Linked DNA regions of Zea mays: all the other regions are linked to region 3. Evidence: chromatin contacts called from public Hi-C data. All regions are on one chromosome and are shown on one strand. Each heading gives the region's core, a stretch centred on a gene start, on an enhancer-like site or on the middle of the called end of the contact. The rest is flanking DNA. Distances are from core to core; before and after follow the strand shown.

What was found. Hi-C and Micro-C count contacts between places; a contact is called where the count stands out from the background.
Region 1: a contact with region 3 is called in a Hi-C map of ear, with 4 times the contacts expected there. The contact joins the promoter of LOC100279361 here to the promoter of LOC103643172 in region 3. A contact is called at or near these places in 11 of 25 Hi-C or Micro-C datasets (ear, endosperm, leaf and 3 more) and 1 of 3 datasets of contacts at active chromatin or transcription factors (leaf).
Region 2: a contact with region 3 is called in a Hi-C map of ear, with 5 times the contacts expected there. The contact joins the promoter of LOC100280453 here to the promoter of LOC103643172 in region 3. A contact is called at or near these places in 6 of 25 Hi-C or Micro-C datasets (bundle sheath, ear, leaf and 1 more).

What each region holds. Positions count from the first base shown.
Region 1 is chr1:206,547,820-206,550,858 of Zm-B73-REFERENCE-NAM-5.0, forward strand. It overlaps LOC100279361 (putative leucine-rich repeat receptor-like protein kinase family protein), which reads right to left and starts at 1,432. Exons shown (of 1, transcript NM_001152378.2): 1 at 1-1,432. The coding sequence starts at 1,323.
Region 2 is chr1:206,613,940-206,617,181 of Zm-B73-REFERENCE-NAM-5.0, forward strand. It overlaps LOC100280453 (zinc finger protein 593), which reads left to right and starts at 1,969. Exons shown (of 3, transcript NM_001153373.2): 1 at 1,969-2,306. The coding sequence starts at 2,098.
Region 3 is chr1:206,414,335-206,417,272 of Zm-B73-REFERENCE-NAM-5.0, forward strand. It overlaps LOC103643172 (mediator of RNA polymerase II transcription subunit 15a), which reads right to left and starts at 1,593. Exons shown (of 10, transcript XM_008666330.4): 1 at 1,114-1,593. The coding sequence starts at 1,268.

The sequences.
Region 1 (3,039 bases), core at 182-2,681, 130 kb after region 3:
CACCAGCAGCTTCTCGCCGCGCCTCCCCTGGTAGAAGGCCCTAAGCGGGACCAGGTTCTCGTGGCGCGCGCGGCCGATGCGCCGCACAACGGGCGCGCACGACGCGGCGTCCTTGCAGCTGCCTTCCCGCAGCAGGCGCAGCTCGATGCTGCTGCCGCCGCTCGCCAGCTTCGCCTTGTACACCGTGCAGTAGCTGGCCTTGTCCACCACCTGGCCGGTCGCGTTGAGCACCTCCTCCAGCGTGAGGTGCTCGCCGCCCTCGAAGACCACGAGCCTGCCCTCTGACGACGCGTCCTGGGCGTCGTCGGCCGACTCCAGCATCTCGTCCTGCTCCGGGATCCTGCCGCTCCGCCTCCACCTCCCCTGCGCCCAGCCGATGGACACGGACGCGAGCACGACGGCGCCGGCCATGATCCCGATGACCATCCCGGCGACGCCGCGGGAGCTGAGGCCCGAGGCTGTCACGCACTGGCGCAGCGGCGGGCCGCACAGCGCTGGTTCGTTGCCTACGAACGAGTCCGCCGTGAAGCGGGAGGCCGCGAAGGACGGGGGCAGCTGGCCGGAGAAGTTGTTGTAGGAGACGTTGAGCGCCTGGAGCTGCTGGGTCGCCGCCATCCCGGCGAGGGCCTCCGGGATGGGGCCCTCCAGGCGGTTGGCGCCCAGGTCGAGGCGCTGGAGGCCACGGAACGCGGTGACGAAGGCGGGGAAGGCGCCGGAGAAGCGGTTGGCGCCGAGGTCGAGGACGCGGAGGCGGTCGCAGGTGGTGTTGGGGCCGGCCGGCTCGGGCACGGCCCCGGTGAGCGCGTTGCCGTGGAGGCGGAGCTCGGTGGCGCGGTCGCAGAGGTTCCAGATGGAGGCGGGCAGGTCCCCCGAGAGGCGGTTGCCGGCGAGGTCGAGCGCGGAGAGCGCGGGCGCGTTGCCGAGCTCGAGCGGGACGGGGCCCGAGAGCGAGTTGGCGGCGAGGTAGACGGAGTCGAGCGCGGAGAAGGCGCCGAGGTCCGGCGGGAGGCGGCCGGCGAGGGCGGACGCGGGGAGGCGGACGGAGAGGAGGAGGAGGGCGGGGTCGGAGGCGAGCGACAGGTTGGCGCGCGTGGCGGCGGCGTCGCAGCGGAGGGGCCGGCCGTCGGGCGTCGCCCAGCGGAGGCCGCGCCAGAGGCAGAGCGGCGTGGAGGCGTTCCAGGTGGCGAGCTGCGCGTTGGCGCGCTCGCCCTGCAGCGCCGGCTTCACCTTGGCGAGGAGCAGCGCGACGTCGGGGTTGGAGGAGGAATGCGAGGCCAGCGGCAGCGCGGCCAGGCAGAGGAGGAAGAGCATGCAAGGATGCATCGAATCGTCTGAAGGACTGTAGCGGCTAGACTGAGGTGTTGGGGCTTGGGAATAGCAAGCAGCTCGCGGAGTGAGGAGTGAGTTTGATCTGAGAGGAAGAGAGGCTGGATCGCCGCTCTCCTTCGGTTTCGTGCGATGCGATGGGTAAAATGTGCTTGGCTGGGCTGGGTCCCCCTCACTCCCTCAGCACTCCGTCCCTCTCCTGTGGCCGCTGTGGCCATGTCGCAGCAAAAGCAACACGACACGAAAATAGGAAGAAGGGACGTACAGAAACGATGCAGGGCAAGAAAAGGCAGATGTGAAATGGAAACTGTGCGTGCAGCCGTACTAGCTTGCAGCATATATTTGAGCACAGCAGCATTTTCCATAATTCCGTTGCACACACATTGTTGCGAATTGCCAGCAATGGACAATGCGAGAGTATAAACTTTGTACCGCTGGGAGATAGGAGCTGGGCGTACGTGTCGTGTGCACAGTAGATTTGAAATCGGACAAAGAGTTAATACGTATACCATGTACATGTACGTACTATACGTATGTCCTGTAGTTAATTCGGCGCTCTGGAGGCAGGACGCGCGCGTGAGTGGCAGTGGCAGTGGCAGGGACAGTGACAGCGAGTGAGCCGGTGACAGTATGACAGTGAGGAAACAACCAAGCAGAAATGAAGGTCCAGCTGAAGCTGCGGTTTGCAGAGGGGAGATCGGGAGGGACAATTCCTTCCCTTCCATCCGTTTCTTGAGCGGCAAGTTCTAATTACACCGTGTACTCGACACGACATCCCGTTTGCAACAAGCCAACAAGGGCCACGGTTTCTCGTTTCTCATCCCTTATTTTATCTTTTAATTTAAACTTTCATCCTATAAATAGTGTCATCAATAATATAAATCTACTATTTTATATGATCTATCATAGACAGCCTAAAGCCTATCGACAACAAAAGCTCCGGCGCTAGTTTGGCAACCTTATTTTTCATTAGATTTCCAATTTTCCAAAAAAATGAACTAATTTTCTTCGAATAAATAAAAAACCTTTAGAAAAATTGAATTCTCAAACTAGTTCTAAATAAAAAAAAAACCCTCTTCGAATGTCCGGACAGAAAATGAAACTTCAGCCACGAAAGGCAAACAAAAATATGATACTACACTCTGAAAACCCCTCCGCAATGGATGTGTGTTGTACTCATCCAAACACTGTAATCAATTTCAAAATCGGAGGCAATATGTCTCACGGAAAGATACCTGCAAAAAATGTATTGGTTATATTTATCAAAAGTAAAAAAAAAATCATCTTGCTGACGCTTAAATTGGACCTAGACCAATTTTAAGAGACTCGTGATTAGCTTTGGTCTAGTCTAATAAATAAAACTTGGTAAAACGATATAATAATAGTGCCACATTAGTTTCCCAACAGAATGAATTCACCTCTACTCATGATATATGGGGGTACATTGCCAAATGAGGTATCAACACACAATCACCAAAACTACATATTGTTGACCATGTCTAATCCGACAACCAAGGAAACTATTGGTAAACGATTGGTTATCATATGCTAGTTTGCAAGGGAACTAGCCATTCTCCGCTACGAAAAGCGTGATTGGTTATCCTTTATTAGTTTGTTTGTGAACCTAACATCTCTTCATCGTTAAAGCATGATAGTTATTAGTTGTGCTCTTTGGTCCGTGACGACCTAGATAATCTAGCTTAGCTGTCGTGT
Region 2 (3,242 bases), core at 719-3,218, 200 kb after region 3:
ACCAAGTGGTGGCAAAGGATGATCCATATATGCCAAAATTGAATCAAAATAAACTTGAGTTTTATTTGAAGTAATATTGCACTTGTTCTAGTTGCTTTATGTTGTGTTGGCATAAAACACCAAAAAGGGGGAGATTGAAAGGGAAATGTGCCCTTGGGCCATTTCTAAGTATTTTGGTGATTGAGTGCCAACACAAGTGCTTAAATGTGAATTCATGTTTATGGATGAATAAAGTGAAAATCAAGAGCAAAGGTATGTTTCTAAGTCTTAGTACATTGGTTTTGTGTACTAATATACTTGTCTAAGTATTGGAAACAGGAAGAAAAAGAAAAGAAAAGAGTTGGCTGTGTACAGCCAAGAGGATGTTTCGGTCTGGGGCACCGGACTGTCCGGTGGTGCACCGGACAGTGTCCGGTGGTGCACCGGACAGTGTCCGGTGCGCCAGGCTGCCTCGGCCGAAGTAGCCGCTCTCGGGAATTCGCTGACGGCGTACAGCTATAATTCACCGGACTGTCCGGTGTGCACCGGACTGTCCGGTGAGCCAACGGTCGGCCGGGCCAACTGTCGGCCGCGCGATCTGCGCGTGACACGTGGCCGAGCCAACGGCTAGAAGGGGGCACCGGACTGTCCGGTGTGCACCGGACATGTCCGGTGCGCCAACGGCTCTCTGGCGGGCAACGGTCGGCTGCAACATTTTAGGAAGGGGATCGGGCACCGGACAGTGTCCGGTGTGCACCGGACTGTCCGGTGCGCCCGATGACAGAAGGCAAGATCAGCCTTCCAGAATTGCTCTCAACGGCTCCTAGCTGCCTTGGGGCTATAAAAGGGACCCCTAGGCGCATGGAGGAGACAACCAAGCAACCTTAGAGCATTCTTGATCATCCACACTCAGTCTTTGCGCATCCGTTTGTTATTCTAAGTGATTCGAGCTCCGTTCTTGTGAGAACTTTGAGATAGTCTTTGAGCTCGATTCTTGGCCGTGTGTGTGCGCATTTCGCTGTGGATTTGTGTGTGTTGCTTCCCTCCCTTACTCAGTGCTTCTTTGTGAATCTTAAGTGTAAGGGCGAGAGACTCCAATTTGTGGAGATTCCTCGCGAGTGGGATAAAGATAAGCAAGGCAAAACACCGTGGTATTCAAGTGGGTCTTTGGACCGCTTGAGAGGGGTTGATTGCAACCCTCGTCCGTTGGGACGCCACAACGTGGAGTAGGCAAGTTTTGTACTTGGCCGAACCACGGGATAAATCACTGTGTCTTCTCTGTGTTGAATTCTTTGTGATTGTCGTATTGTGCAAGATCTCCTCTTTAGCCACTTGGCAATTATTGTGCTAACCCTTAACAAGTTTTTGTGGCTATAAGTTTAAGTTTTTACAGGATCACCTATTCACCCCCCCTCTAGGTGCTCTCACATCCCGCGTCCAAATCACGTGGATGCGCTATTTTAGGTATCTGTTTTTATGACAGTTATAGACACGATTCAAGGTTTTCAGCGTAAAAATCATCACGTTTGAGCGTAAAGTAGTATCAAACATAACATTTTAAGGATTATATGTGGATATATGTTATGCCTACATAAAATTTCATGAACTTATGAGGCTATTTACATATTATTAATTTCTTTCTGCATAAAATCATCGAAGAACAATTAAATCCATAAAATATTCTAGTGTCAACTAAAAAAATGCAAATAAGTGACCAAGACTAATAAACATTATATAATAATATAACCTAAAAACTCCCATATAGAAAAATAAAATGATGTATTAGTTATGTTGAAACTTAGATACCTAGAGTGATTTCACGTATAACTAGTGTAACAAGTGGAAGTAAAATAGAAGAAAAGATTTGGACTTCTTTGCTGCTAGGTTTGGGCAGTCACGTTTGGCCCAGTGGCCAGGTTTGGGCAGTCACATTTGGCCCAGTAGGGCTACGTAAACGAATTAAGGCTTTCCTCGCTCGGCCCTCCCATGGTCCTCCTCTGGAAAACCACCTCTTCTCCTAGACTTCTTCCGTTGCATCTTCTCTTCTGTTCTCCACGACGCAGTTCGGCTGCCAGACAAAAACCCTAAACGCCGCCGCCGCCGCCGCTCTTCCTCGAGATGGGAGGCAAGTGCCCGCACCGCAAGGTAAAGAAGCGCCGCCTATCCCACAAGACGGCTCGCCGCGGCAAGTTCCTCCTGAAGGCCGACGATGCCGTCTATGACGAGCTCGTCAAGCTGGCCGACCAGGGCAAGGACGCTGAAGCCAAGGAGCTCCCCGTCGATGAGGACCTCCCAGGCCTGGGACAGTTCTACTGCCTCCACTGCGAGTATGCGCTTCCCCTCTCCTCTCTTTCCCTCCCTTCCATTCCACCGGTATGCTATTTCTTATCCTCTGCCAATACAGGTATATGCCCGTACGTTGCTAGTTGTAAAAAAAAACGTTTTTCTCAATTCAGCATTAGTGGAGCATGTGTTTTAATTCATTCGTGGTACAAAAAACACCTGACTAGCGAATGATAATCCTGTTTATCTTTGCAAAAACTAATTTGAATTTCCATGTGTGCATGAATTAAAACTTACCGTACTGTCACACAATAAGATCTTAAAATACTGGATACTCTTAGTACACAAATGATCCAAAAGAAAGCACAATTCCAGCATTCCAGTCTTTCGCTATTTCATCATCCTCATGTGCCAACAATTATTGTTTGTTTCCCTTCCTGGACACACAGAAAAATGCAATGGGATCCAGCACCGTAATTAGGCCGCAACAAAGGGTGAAATTGTATAGGGAATTTTCAAGCACCCACTCTAGGAGTCTAGGGCCATCAATTTGGTTTACTTCGTCAAAGAACGGATGAAATTGAATAAGTTTCATATCTATGGTGTAAACATCTACTATACCGATATGTAGAAACTGAGAACTATTCCTGCTGCACCGACTGTAAAGCTGGCATAGCTGAATATGTAGAGCTTCTTGTTGATGGGGATGTCTGCAAGAGCTTACCGTTTGGTATTTGCATTGAGAATGGACTGTGATTTCTTTCTTTGACGTGCTTCACAATATCCAATTCTCTAATTGGGTGGTGATGTGTGTGTGTGGGGGGGGGGGACCCCTAATAAATCTGCTAAAACCTCCTTGAAGTCTCTATTTCACCCGCCTTTTTTTCCTCCCTTATTTCTAAACTTTTAGTACTATTTTACCTTCCCTTAGTTATGTACATCTAATAAATACCACAATAGTGGAAGCAATTACTGTCTGT
Region 3 (2,938 bases), core at 343-2,842:
CATGCCTACCTGGGCAGAGAACAGTTGGAAAAAATAATCACATCATGGGTTGTTGCATTCTACACCCATACCTTAAAAGAACTCAAATGCGCATTGAAGTACCCCTCATGGCTGAGAAAAAAATGAGTAGTCATTGTTGCACAATCCAGCTCGGTTTGTTTTTTCCTTCTTAGTTGATTGATTAGTTTCCTTTCTTAGATAATTGATTAGTTCTCTTTCTCTCTTTTTTGAAGATAAAAACATAAAAGATTTTTTTTCGCTGCCAAACTACACCGCTGCAATAGATGTATTATATTAATCTGTTTATCTACACAATTACAAAGGCTCATAACCATAAATCACAGCACCAATCAGCAATCAATTAGCTATTAAAGAAAAATATCCAAATAGCTAAGAAAGAAAACTAATCAATCAGCTATCAATTAGCTAAAAAGGAAACTAATCAATCAACTAAGAAGAAAACAAATAAACCGAGCTGAATTATGCAACAATCTCCCCCTATGTCTGTCTCGGTTCATATGACCTAAAGGATGCAAATCTTGCCACGAATTTCAGCAAACCGTGCGCACCCAAGTGACTTCATCAGAATATCCGCAAGTTGTTCTTCGTTACTCACATGATCCATGCCCCAGTTGTGAATCCTCCGGATGTGATGATATCAGACCATATGCAGCTTTTGTATGTACTGGTGCAGAGATGGCTTTATAAAGATATTTTTTTGAATCATATAGCAAGCAAAAAGGTAGTCAAATCTACTGATAATTTTGGTAATAAAATTTGGTTTAAATAAAGATACATGATCTTAGAAAGTATGATATTGCATTGGATGGTATCAATGCAGATCCGTGGGTATACAAACGAGACAAATGTTGACGTATTGTTAGGTGTAAATGTACGGATGGATCAACAGCAAACGCATGATACCGTCTGTATCTATCTAAATAAAGTAAAGAGATAACTGGATAAGTAAAGAGGGAACCAGTGGATCGAATCGATCGAGTCGATCGAATCGTAGAAGAAGCTACATGGATCAACCACGGCGAAAGGAAAAAAAATTGGAGTTGCTTGACAATTCCCATTAGAAAGGGAGGAGGTTAGATGGAGAAGACGTACATCTTATTGACGATCCTCTGGCGCGCCTCGGGCTGAAGCTGGGTGCGCCAGTCGCTTCCGGTGGGGGCAGCCGCGTTAGGGTCGACGCCGCCGACAGCAGCGACGGTGGCAGGGTCGGCTCCCTGCGTGGGACGCCAGTTGGCGGCGCCGTCCATGGCTTTCCGCCGTAGAGACTCGGGCGCCTCTTTTGCTCTTTCTGATCTGGTTGCTGACTTCGATCGATCTGCGGGGCGACAATGGAGGGAGCGCTGGCTTCGTTCAATCACTCCCCAGCTCCTCGCTGAAGACGACGAAATCGATTGTAGCAGGGGCGAAGGAGCGACCAAGAAGGAGCTAGCGACGAGCGGACGACGACGAAATCGATTGGAGCGAGCAAGGCTCACGCGGCACGCCTAACGAATCAGGATGCTGCTGAATGAGCCAGCAAATCGCGGATCAATAACCAGCGGAACATGTACAACCCTAACAACAGTTATGATACAGCCATGATATTTTAGATCATAAACATATATAAAGAGTCGGGAAGAGATGAGTTATTCGCTAAAATTTCATCTCTTTTATTTTTTTCAAAATTAGACCCTTAGAGACCTAAAAAAATATATATTAAATAAGGTTATATATGCTCTTAAGTATTAACCATATATGTATCTATGTATTATATAAAACAATTTTAATATCCGTCCCAAGCTATCTTTATCCTTCCCGTTTATTGAAAAAAGAAAAATTGTGTACCTCTACATTCACACCTCACATAAAATCAATAGAACATATATTTTTATATCTTATTAAAACAAAGACAACTCATATGATATATGGAAACTGTGGCAATACACAGGCAATAAAGCATCGGTTTCAATGGTCGTCTCGCGTCATCCTCCTCCTACAAAAATAAAGTAAAATTGTGCATAAGTAAAAGTTTGAATCTTGATTGTTAACTGCACGTTCACATCCACCTAACCAATAGAACACATATTATTGTGTTTTATTAAAACAAATCCTACCAATGCACGGACAAATTACTAGTATTTAAGTATTTGTCGGTTTTATCACGACAATTATAAATTTTTCATGAAAAATAGAAATTCACTTATCATGCTGTCAAAAATCCAATCTAAAATCGAGAAAAGAGCAAGTATTCATGTATATTGTTTTACTAACTACTAAAACCTTTTCCTTTTATCTTCCCTATAATTTTATTGTTTTTGCTGACATTGCACGTCAGTCCAACATGACCTAGCAAACTCTAAGGTTAAATGTAGTCCCTTCTCCTTAGACGCCACATGTGTGGTTGTAATAATTGATGTTAGAGTTTTGTGGCATGTTCATGCTTGGTTAGGGTTCCTGATTTTTAGTCCTTCATACGTGTTGTAGAACTTCTGGATGTAGTACAAACCCTTAGACAATATGGTGTTTTGTCTGTGCCCCCATGGTATGTTGATATGTTATTGCATTATATGTGATGTAGAGTGCGGAGGTAGTTTGGTCCTAATCCCCCCTTTTATGTGTATGTTATTGTCACGGTTCCTCCTAATTGTGCCTTTGGAATCCATGGTCGTGTTGATAAGCACATGCGTTGGTCAATGACTATTCAGTATATGCCATATAAGCTCAAGAACATGACTTATGGTTTGATAGCAATGTGTACACACTAAATGGCTTTGTAAATGATATAGCTAGCAAGATCATATGCGCTCAAGCTAGCAACTGCTAGTTTGGGTTGTTGACATAGATGGTGCAAGAGAGTGGAAAGTTACTAGTAGTGATTAGTTTGAGAATATGATTATATGTAGGATGGGTGAGAAGGTAATGCATGTAACAGTGATGT